3 separate regions of the Zea mays genome follow, and regions 1 and 3 are each linked to region 2. Evidence: chromatin contacts called from public Hi-C data. All regions are on one chromosome and are shown on one strand. The core of a region is the stretch at or near the end of the contact, and the rest is flanking DNA. Distances in the headings are between cores, read along the strand shown.

Region 1 (2,700 bases), core at 97-2,596, 470 kb after region 2:
ATTTATTTGTAGAAAGTGATGTACTAATTGACTTAGATTTACTGCAGCTTCCATTGTGTTGAACACAAAATTACACCATGCAAAACATCGCGAAGAGGTATCTGGGAAGTTTATGATTGGTTAGCATGCACATTCAATGACATATGCATGCATCAGTTAGGACAACGCCTCTTCGCTAAAAGTGAATATCCGACCAGTATTGACCTGCAGTTTCCAGTGTCTTGACACCAAATCGCCATACAAAAACTACAGAGTGGTGGTATACGGGAAGTTCATGGTTGGTTAGCATACACCCTCTTTGCTGAAAGGCTGTCATATTCTACTTGGATTGGCCGCAGCTTGCAATGTATGACACCAAATAGCACCATACAAAGACTATGAAGAGGTCTGGGAAGCTTATGATTGGGTAGCATCCATGTATCTATAACTGTGACCGCAACTTTGAAGAAACACATGCTGTGGCTCATGGCCTCGAGATAAAAAAAGGTTAAATTGCAATCGACAACAATCTGGTTGGGCAGAGGTAAATATCATGCCGTGCTCCTGTCATAGACATGGTTGCCTGTATTTTATTTGAATGAGGGTTGAATAGCTTATAACATTGTGAGGAAGTCCTACCACATATTGATTTTTCATGTTGGTGTTTTTTTTGTTGGCATTCTCTCTCCAGTTGTCATAAAAACAATGAACTGTACATAATTTCTTAGAAGGGCTGTTCTTAAGTGTTGAGGTGGAATGAGATGATTTACTTGATAAAAGTGTACATATTTAGGTATCCCTCATTTTTCTGATTGCATCAATATCTTTCAATGATATAACGCTGGTTCCGAAGTGAATGTTTTTTTAGTTATAAAAAGGATGAACTGTATCTAGGAGTGGAGCCATCTTTATACTTTGTCGAGTCTGAACAGCACTTCGCCAGAATTCAAAACTGCCCAATTTATTCATGCATTTGTTGTGCGACAACATGAAACAGAGCAGAATGTTAAAGTCCAGCTTTAGTCATCGCGCTTATAACATTCCTGGTTTAACTATATAGTCGAGTTCTTGAATTTGGCAATTTTCACAGCTGGAGCCGCCTTAGTCTAACGCTTGTTCTTGTTTTCGAGACAGAATCCTGTTCGCAGAGTGTTTGAGCTCATTTGTTCCTTGGCAAAGTCGATGTCGTTGACGAACACCTGCATTACGAATTACGATATATGAACACCGTAGGAAGTTTGTCGAAAAGCGAAGGGAATCATCCTTCTCTATAGTCCAAAAACGTCGGTGCATTGGATAGTACCGATTTCACTCATCAGGGTCCAGGATGGATGTGACATGCATTGGTGTGGATTGATCCCTGGCAAGGGCAATGGCTCACAACTCAGCATCATGTTGTGTCCAGAGAAGCATCTCAGCTGCAGGGACCTAGCGCGAAGAAAACCAGATTGCACACCTGGGCATATGCAATTCCCCTTGTCATACTCGGTGTCGGTGACACCATAGTTGTAGGTATGCTCCAGCGTTCCAGGCCTCTCAAACTTGTAGCCGTCACCCGTCAGGGCCCACACCACGAAGGCGATGACGCTCTTGCTGCCCTCTTTATGAGATCTCAATTGTAACCGATCGACGGGGAAGTTCTAGGTTTGCCAACAGCACTGCTCGACGACGAAATGCGATTCCGCGGGCCCGTATTCGAGGAACGCGTCGGTTTACTTCTCCTCAGCCTTAGGTATATATGCCCATCTTGCTGAGCAGCTTCATCGCCCAGGCACCCGGTTTAGAACATGCATTAATTTGTATAATCTGTTTCAGCTCAGACTTCAGAGCGGACTGTGACTTGTATTGTTTTGTGGTACCTGATTGTCTTTGTCGACGTCGCCGACCCGGTAGATGACATGTCCTTTCTTTGCCCACGAGAAGGCCTCGGATCTTTTGCCGCCGCGCCGGCCACGTTACTGGTCTCGTCCTGGCCACCTGAGCTGTAAGCTGCGCTGCAGCGGTGGAGAGGAACAACGACCTCCGGGCCCGCCCGGGGCACGGGCGTGGCGCCTGCAGTAACGTGCATGAACGTACCTCATCCTTGACGTGTGGGGCCGACCGGTGCCTGGCCCCATACGTCAAAAGGATGTTACTGTAGAGGATTTGATTCCGACGTGGCTGTGCACGCGACAGCCCCCGCGGCCAGTCCTCGTCGCAGTGTCTGCTGGTCGAATCGGTTTGCCTGGCGCCCCTTTCTCGTGCCATCCTTAATTCCTGGCCGCTTCGGAGTGGTATCCTGCATAGTATTTGGTGCGGACGGTTGTGTACGCTGCCAAGTGCTAGAGGCCGACTGAACCCGGTACCGAATAGTTTGGTTTTATATGAGACCAAGTATAATAAGATATATAGGCTGGATGTAAGGCATAGAGTACCACATTAGATTTACGGTGACGTGAAAGAGAGAATAAAAGTGGGTGCTTATTAATAGCCAGCTAACATCAGGCTGCTTATGGACTCCAACACAATTACACAATATGTGAGAGGAAGAAATAGACCAACCATTAAATGCAGGGGTCGACCAAACCTCTCATGAACCTGTACTGCTTTTTAGCATTAGGCTATTCACAATGAAGGTTTCATGGGGTGTTTCATATATTAATTAGCCTGCCACATCAGCTATTTTGATGACATGTCACATCATTTAAGAAGGAAGAGTTTCATGGAGTTTCATGGGGATGA
Region 2 (2,700 bases), core at 9-2,508:
AGTCAAGTAATTACAATAGTAGAAAACATCATTTTCTACATTTTAAACCATATAAACTTTTTTTATCTTCTTCTTTATGTAATTTCCACGATACTCAAATTCTTTCTACGGTCAGTTTCTTTCTGTAGTCATATTCTTAAAAAAGTTCGTCAGAAAAAAAACTGGACCAAACAGACCTACCAATTGATTGACCCAGCAGGTGCTCTAGGTCTTCGGTAATTAAATTGTCTCCTTGCCTCCGTACGTACTAGCACAGCCACATGCATGCTTTACCGTCTATTTAAATAAATATATAAATGATCGTCCAACTATATGGAAGGGTTAGTTAATAAATTCAGGCAGCTAGCTATTTCTGAAACGGACGTTTATCTGGTTATTAGTATATAACTAATTTGCTTTGCATGCATCCTTAGGAGAGTATATGCTCCGTCGTGTTTCGGTAATTTCGAGGTATATAGATAGACGACCGGCCGGCTACGGTCTGGGCTCTAGCAGGTTGTTGCAATGCAAACACGACGGATCGGAGTTCGGAGTGCACTATACATGTTGTTTGTAGCGTACGTACCGTCGAAGAAAGAGGACGTCGGCATGTCGTTCGACGAGGAGGAGCCCCAGCCGGCGGTGAGCACGAAGGCGGCGGCCGCCGCCACGGCCGCCACGACGAAGAGGGCCGGCAGGGCCATCGTCCTCACCGTTGCGCGGTTCCGCAACGGCGGCCACCACCACCTCCTCGTGAGGGCCGCCTCGAGCCGCATCTCGGCCGGCACCGCCGCCGACGACGAACGGTGCTGCTTGGCCGCAGCCACGCGGGCCTTGCCACCGCCGCTTCCGGCCTGCAGCTTGTCCATGCTTACGCTTCGATCGCTTTGCTTGGCTTGGCTCTCAGCCTCTGCAATATGCCAATAGCTAGAACACCGCGGAGAGCTAGAGAGGGCGTAGTGCTAGAGGGTGCAGCTATAGCTGGGTATTATACTGAATTACACACAGAGAGCATGTATATAGTAGGAAGAATATACCCAGCTGCCGGACCGGGTGTGACGACTTTGGAAGTTCACTTTTTTAGGCGATACGATCGACACACATGCGCGTACGAAAAAAAAAGACGGGCGTATTTTAATTAGTGTCAGACAAGCTAATATAGGTTTAATTAAAGATCACGTACACTCTATGACGATGGATTCTAATGCTCTATTGAGTAGATTTGCACAAACTAACCATTTATATATATATGGAACTACTCCATAATATATATAACTCACTGCCAGCGTTAGAGACCCTAAACTTTGTCGCAAGCGCATCCCCACATTTCTTGGGCAGTGAACAAGTGCATATAAGGACAGCAAGAGCGCTTATCATGGTAGCTCTAAAAAGATTGTTGATATAACCTCAAAAGAGTTAGAAGCCATTATTTCAGGTCTGCTCGTTGCCACGTGATATGGCCGTCAGCCATAGAATCATCTTCGCACATCATCTCTTATAGTTTGAATCATCAAACATAATTTGAGGTTTAAGTATAGTAGCAAAGCGAGTACTATTAAAATTCCTACCCGTATCAGGTTTTTGAATTGTTGAACTTAGTAGGAATTTTATACACAATTTAATCCACAAAGTATAATGGAAATATATAACATGCACTAGTAGAAAAGAGCTCAAACTACGGTAGAGTTTAATTTCTACGGGCGGTTTCAGTTATCAAAAGCCGGTACTATTTTTAGTGTGGCGGTTTCTCCAGAAAACCGACACTATAAATCATATTTGTAGTGGCAAACCCTTAAGAAAACGTCACTAGTGGTGGCGGTTTTTTTTAAGAAACCGCCCATAGAAATCATTTTTATCCTAATTTTTTTGAGTTTTTCAAATGACCTTGTATGAAAAAACCATCAACATAAAAGTTGTAGGTCTCTAAAAGTTATGATTTTGTAGTTGACAACTTTTTATTTGAAATAATTTCAGCACTCGAAAATTGCATCTAAATTTGTCAAATTTAAAATGTAACTTTTACAAATGACCTCGGATGGGAAAAGTGTCAAAATAAAAATTGTAGAACTTCAAAAGTTATGAAACTTTGTAGTTGACAACTTTTTCGTTTGAATTCGTTTCAAGCCTCAAAAAATTAATTTATACTCATTTGGTTATAATATGTGGGCAACAAAACTGCAATATAGACATTAAGTAAGTGATAGTTGGAGTGGTAGAGTAGGTTACACGCGAGGGATAGGTCGTGAGTTTGATTCCCACCGGCCGCGTAATTTGCGCAAAAAAATACACGACATGTGACTTCGACCGTGAAAATCGATTTTCACTAGCGGTTCTTAGTTACCTGCCTGTAAAAAAGATTATTTCTACTGTCTCCTAATACCGACGGTTATGAAAAACGTCAGTACAAATAACTTTACAACTAACATAATAGAGCTTCTGTGTACTAGTGATGTGATCAGTGTTATTGTATATTTAATTAACTAGAGTTCATATCAAACAATAACTCACATGCATGAAGTAGAAGAAAAAGAAATAAACCAAGATATGAAGGTGTATCTAGTAGCGGGGCTAGTGCTGAAGGCACTGAAGGCGTTGTTCTACTGATCAGTTGGTATGATATATTGTAGCTATCCGATGTAATCGGTCTGCTATAAGAAAAAATATACCACTGTACAATTCATTTGATAAAAAATTAGTGTTTGATGATTAATATAACCATTT
Region 3 (2,700 bases), core at 187-2,686, 460 kb after region 2:
GTAAAATCATTCCATACCTTCCAGGCATTGCATTCAAGATTCTAACTATCTGGGATACATCACAAACAACACGCTAAAGTAAATTTACATTGCATAGAGGAACAAGCAGCAATTGAACATTTGACAAGCGTCGGCTTGCTTTTGCGATATCCTCCCTCTACTCAGGGATTTGCGCCAATTGCTGCTGTAGCACTATCCCATATCTCCACAGGCAGCTGATCAGCTCTGGCCAATGCCATCCTGCTGCCACCAAATGCCCAGCTCACAATCTTGGGCTTTGTGGATAGTTCACTGCCAACCCAATTCCTCCTCATCACCTTCTTTCCACTGGCTTCTGGTGCCAATCCCACCTGACTCCACACCTCAACGTCCGCGCCTCGTGCCACAAACACCCAACTGCAGTAGCACTCAATTCTACAACCATTCCTCTCTTTCCTTCCAGATGATGCGGCTGCAGCCGCCTTCTATCCATCGCCAATGCACACCCATGGCTCCAATCCAACGCCACCACCGTTACCAAGCCTCCTCAGGTCAGCCATGAACACCTCACTGGATGCTGCACCCACCTTGAACACCGCTGACAGTGCGTCAGACGCGGCAACATCAGCAAAGCAATCCTCCTTCTCCCTGACCTCCCACACTGGCACCGTGGCGCTCGCCCGAACATCCCAAAGACGTATGTCCCCCACCACCCCGGCCGGCCCAGAGTGAGAGCTGGCGGCGAGAAGGAGGCTGTGCCCACCAAGCCACGCGAGCTTGCTCGCTGGGATCGCAGCCTCGATGTTCCGAACACCTCCTTCCGCCCGATTTCCACTACAGGAGTCAGGACGCGGCGAGCAGTAATGGCGGCGAGGAGGGGGCGACAGTGGTAGAGGAGAGGAGGTGCGCGACTGTCTGCGAGATGAGGAGCGACCGACGGCGGGTGAGGAGCCGCCGCGCGAGAGCCGCGCGACCGACGGAGAGCCTGCGGGCGCGGGCATATCTAGGGTTTTTCCTAGATGGGCCGTTTACAATTGAATTGATAGATGGGCCTCATATCAGCCAGCCAAATAAATTTCATGTTCTCTACCGCGGCACAAATAAATGGTACCATATCGGCTAGCAAAAGAGTGCGGCAGCAACTTATAAACGTGGCTGCTACAGAGAAAGCAATTAGCTCTTGTAATCAGTTAGTGGTATATTGTAAACATGTATTGAACTTTTGTGCGCACGGATGGACGATCCAGATTGAACAACAGCCATGCGGGCTACCCTTAGAGCCTTAATAAGTAGTAGAGATAATACTTTGTCCTTATATATATTTTATTTAAATCCATTTGCCTGAAGTTTGCTGTTGGAAGCAAAGCTGCTTGAGTCTCCGACATTACTTTTTTTTTCTCACCGTCGCGTCTTGCGCTGCAAAATCTAATCCGTTTCCGACCTTCTAGAAGCCTTCAACCCGCCACTTTGCCCACTCTCCTCTTCCTTCTTTGCTACCCATTTCGTCGCAGTAGTCGGCAGTCGAAACCCTAGTCCCCTCGCTTTCCTTCCACTCGCCGTCGCGGCGCCGATAGAGCCAGAGCTGAAAGGCGTAGGAAAAGCTGGTGGAGGAGGGGATGGACCGGATCGTAGGCAGCAAGTACAAGCTGGGTCGCAAGATCGGAAGCGGTTCCTTCGGGGAGATCTACCTCGGTTCGACCTCGATCACGACAGCTGTTGTTCACTTTGCTTGGTGTTTGGATCTGACGAGGTTTTGGTGCTGTGCTTGTTGTTGTCCCCTCCCTCTCTATGCAGCGACGCACGTCGACACCTACGAGATCGTCGCCGTCAAGATTGTGAGCCCCCGTTCCCTCAGCCGTCCCTCGTTTTTGTTTGATTTTGTTGGAATTCGTCTATGGTTTCGCGGCTTCTTGCTATGCTTATTGCGGCGCGCAGTAGGGTTATGAGGTGGAGCTTAAAATTGTGTAATGTTGATTCAGCGTCCTGGACCCCTCAGGTTTTTGTGCTCTAGGTTACTTGCAACCTCTTTGTAAAAAAAATGAAAACGAAACCATCTCTGTAAAATGACATCTGTTAGGACATGATAAGTAGTCATTTGATGAAGTTACAAATGAATGGAGTTATTATATGACAACACATTGCAAATTAATATATGCTGTAGATGTGTATTTGCCATGTTTATTTTTGGAACTTATGTTTATTATTATGTACAGGAAAGCAGCAAAACCAATCATCCACAGTTGCTATATGAGGCCAAACTGTACAATGCTCTTCAAGGAGGGAGTATGCGTTTGAGTACATACAAATCTTACTTTGCTGATTGTTATACCATTATCTGTGTTGAATTGTTGCTATTTTGAATCCATGTAGCTGGTATCGCAAACATAAAATGGTGCGGCATTGACGGCGATGAAAACATTCTTGTTATTGATTTACTCGGACCAAGCCTTGAAGATCTGTTTGTTTATTGTGGCCGGAGATTCTCACTGAAGACGGTCTTGATGCTAGCGGACCAGATGGTAATAATTCTTCTCCAACCTCCCTAGGTTTTATTTACTATTGTGATGAATTTGTGAAAGGTGCCAATCACTTATGTTTATTTCTCAGTGATGCTTGTGTAGCACTCTTACAGTGCATCCCACGATTGCTACATATGCCATTAGCACTTGTTTGTGATCGACTGGATTATGCCATATGTAAGGAACACTCAAATTCAAGTGA

The links. Hi-C and Micro-C count contacts between places; a contact is called where the count stands out from the background.
Region 1: a Hi-C map of leaf mesophyll shows a contact between it and region 2, with 2.1 times the contacts expected there. The contact joins the enhancer-like site here to the promoter of LOC103654697 in region 2. A contact is called at or near these places in 2 of 25 Hi-C or Micro-C datasets (leaf and leaf mesophyll).
Region 3: a contact with region 2 is called in a Hi-C map of ear, with 2.0 times the contacts expected there. The contact joins the promoter of LOC100281714 here to the promoter of LOC103654697 in region 2. A contact is called at or near these places in 3 of 25 Hi-C or Micro-C datasets (ear and leaf).

The regions. Positions count from the first base shown.
Region 1 is chr4:228,744,562-228,747,261 of Zm-B73-REFERENCE-NAM-5.0, reverse strand. It overlaps LOC100281714, which reads left to right. Exons shown (of 15, transcript NM_001154634.2): 15 at 48-765. Among protein-coding and RNA genes, the nearest start is that of LOC100281714, 18 kb to the left of the region's middle. Within about 2 kb of position 1,346, at least 20 of the 20 cell types and tissues checked have an H3K27ac peak or open chromatin away from gene starts, as enhancers often do. A contact at or near this core is called in leaf and leaf mesophyll, where this site is marked.
Region 2 is chr4:229,219,078-229,221,777 of Zm-B73-REFERENCE-NAM-5.0, reverse strand. LOC103654697 (fucosyltransferase 2) reads right to left here and starts at 1,258. Exons shown (of 2, transcript XM_008681541.2): 1 at 566-1,258. The coding sequence starts at 848.
Region 3 is chr4:228,762,680-228,765,379 of Zm-B73-REFERENCE-NAM-5.0, reverse strand. LOC100281714 reads left to right here and starts at 1,436. Exons shown (of 15, transcript NM_001154634.2): 1 at 1,436-1,671; 2 at 1,774-1,814; 3 at 2,193-2,262; 4 at 2,350-2,498. The coding sequence starts at 1,596.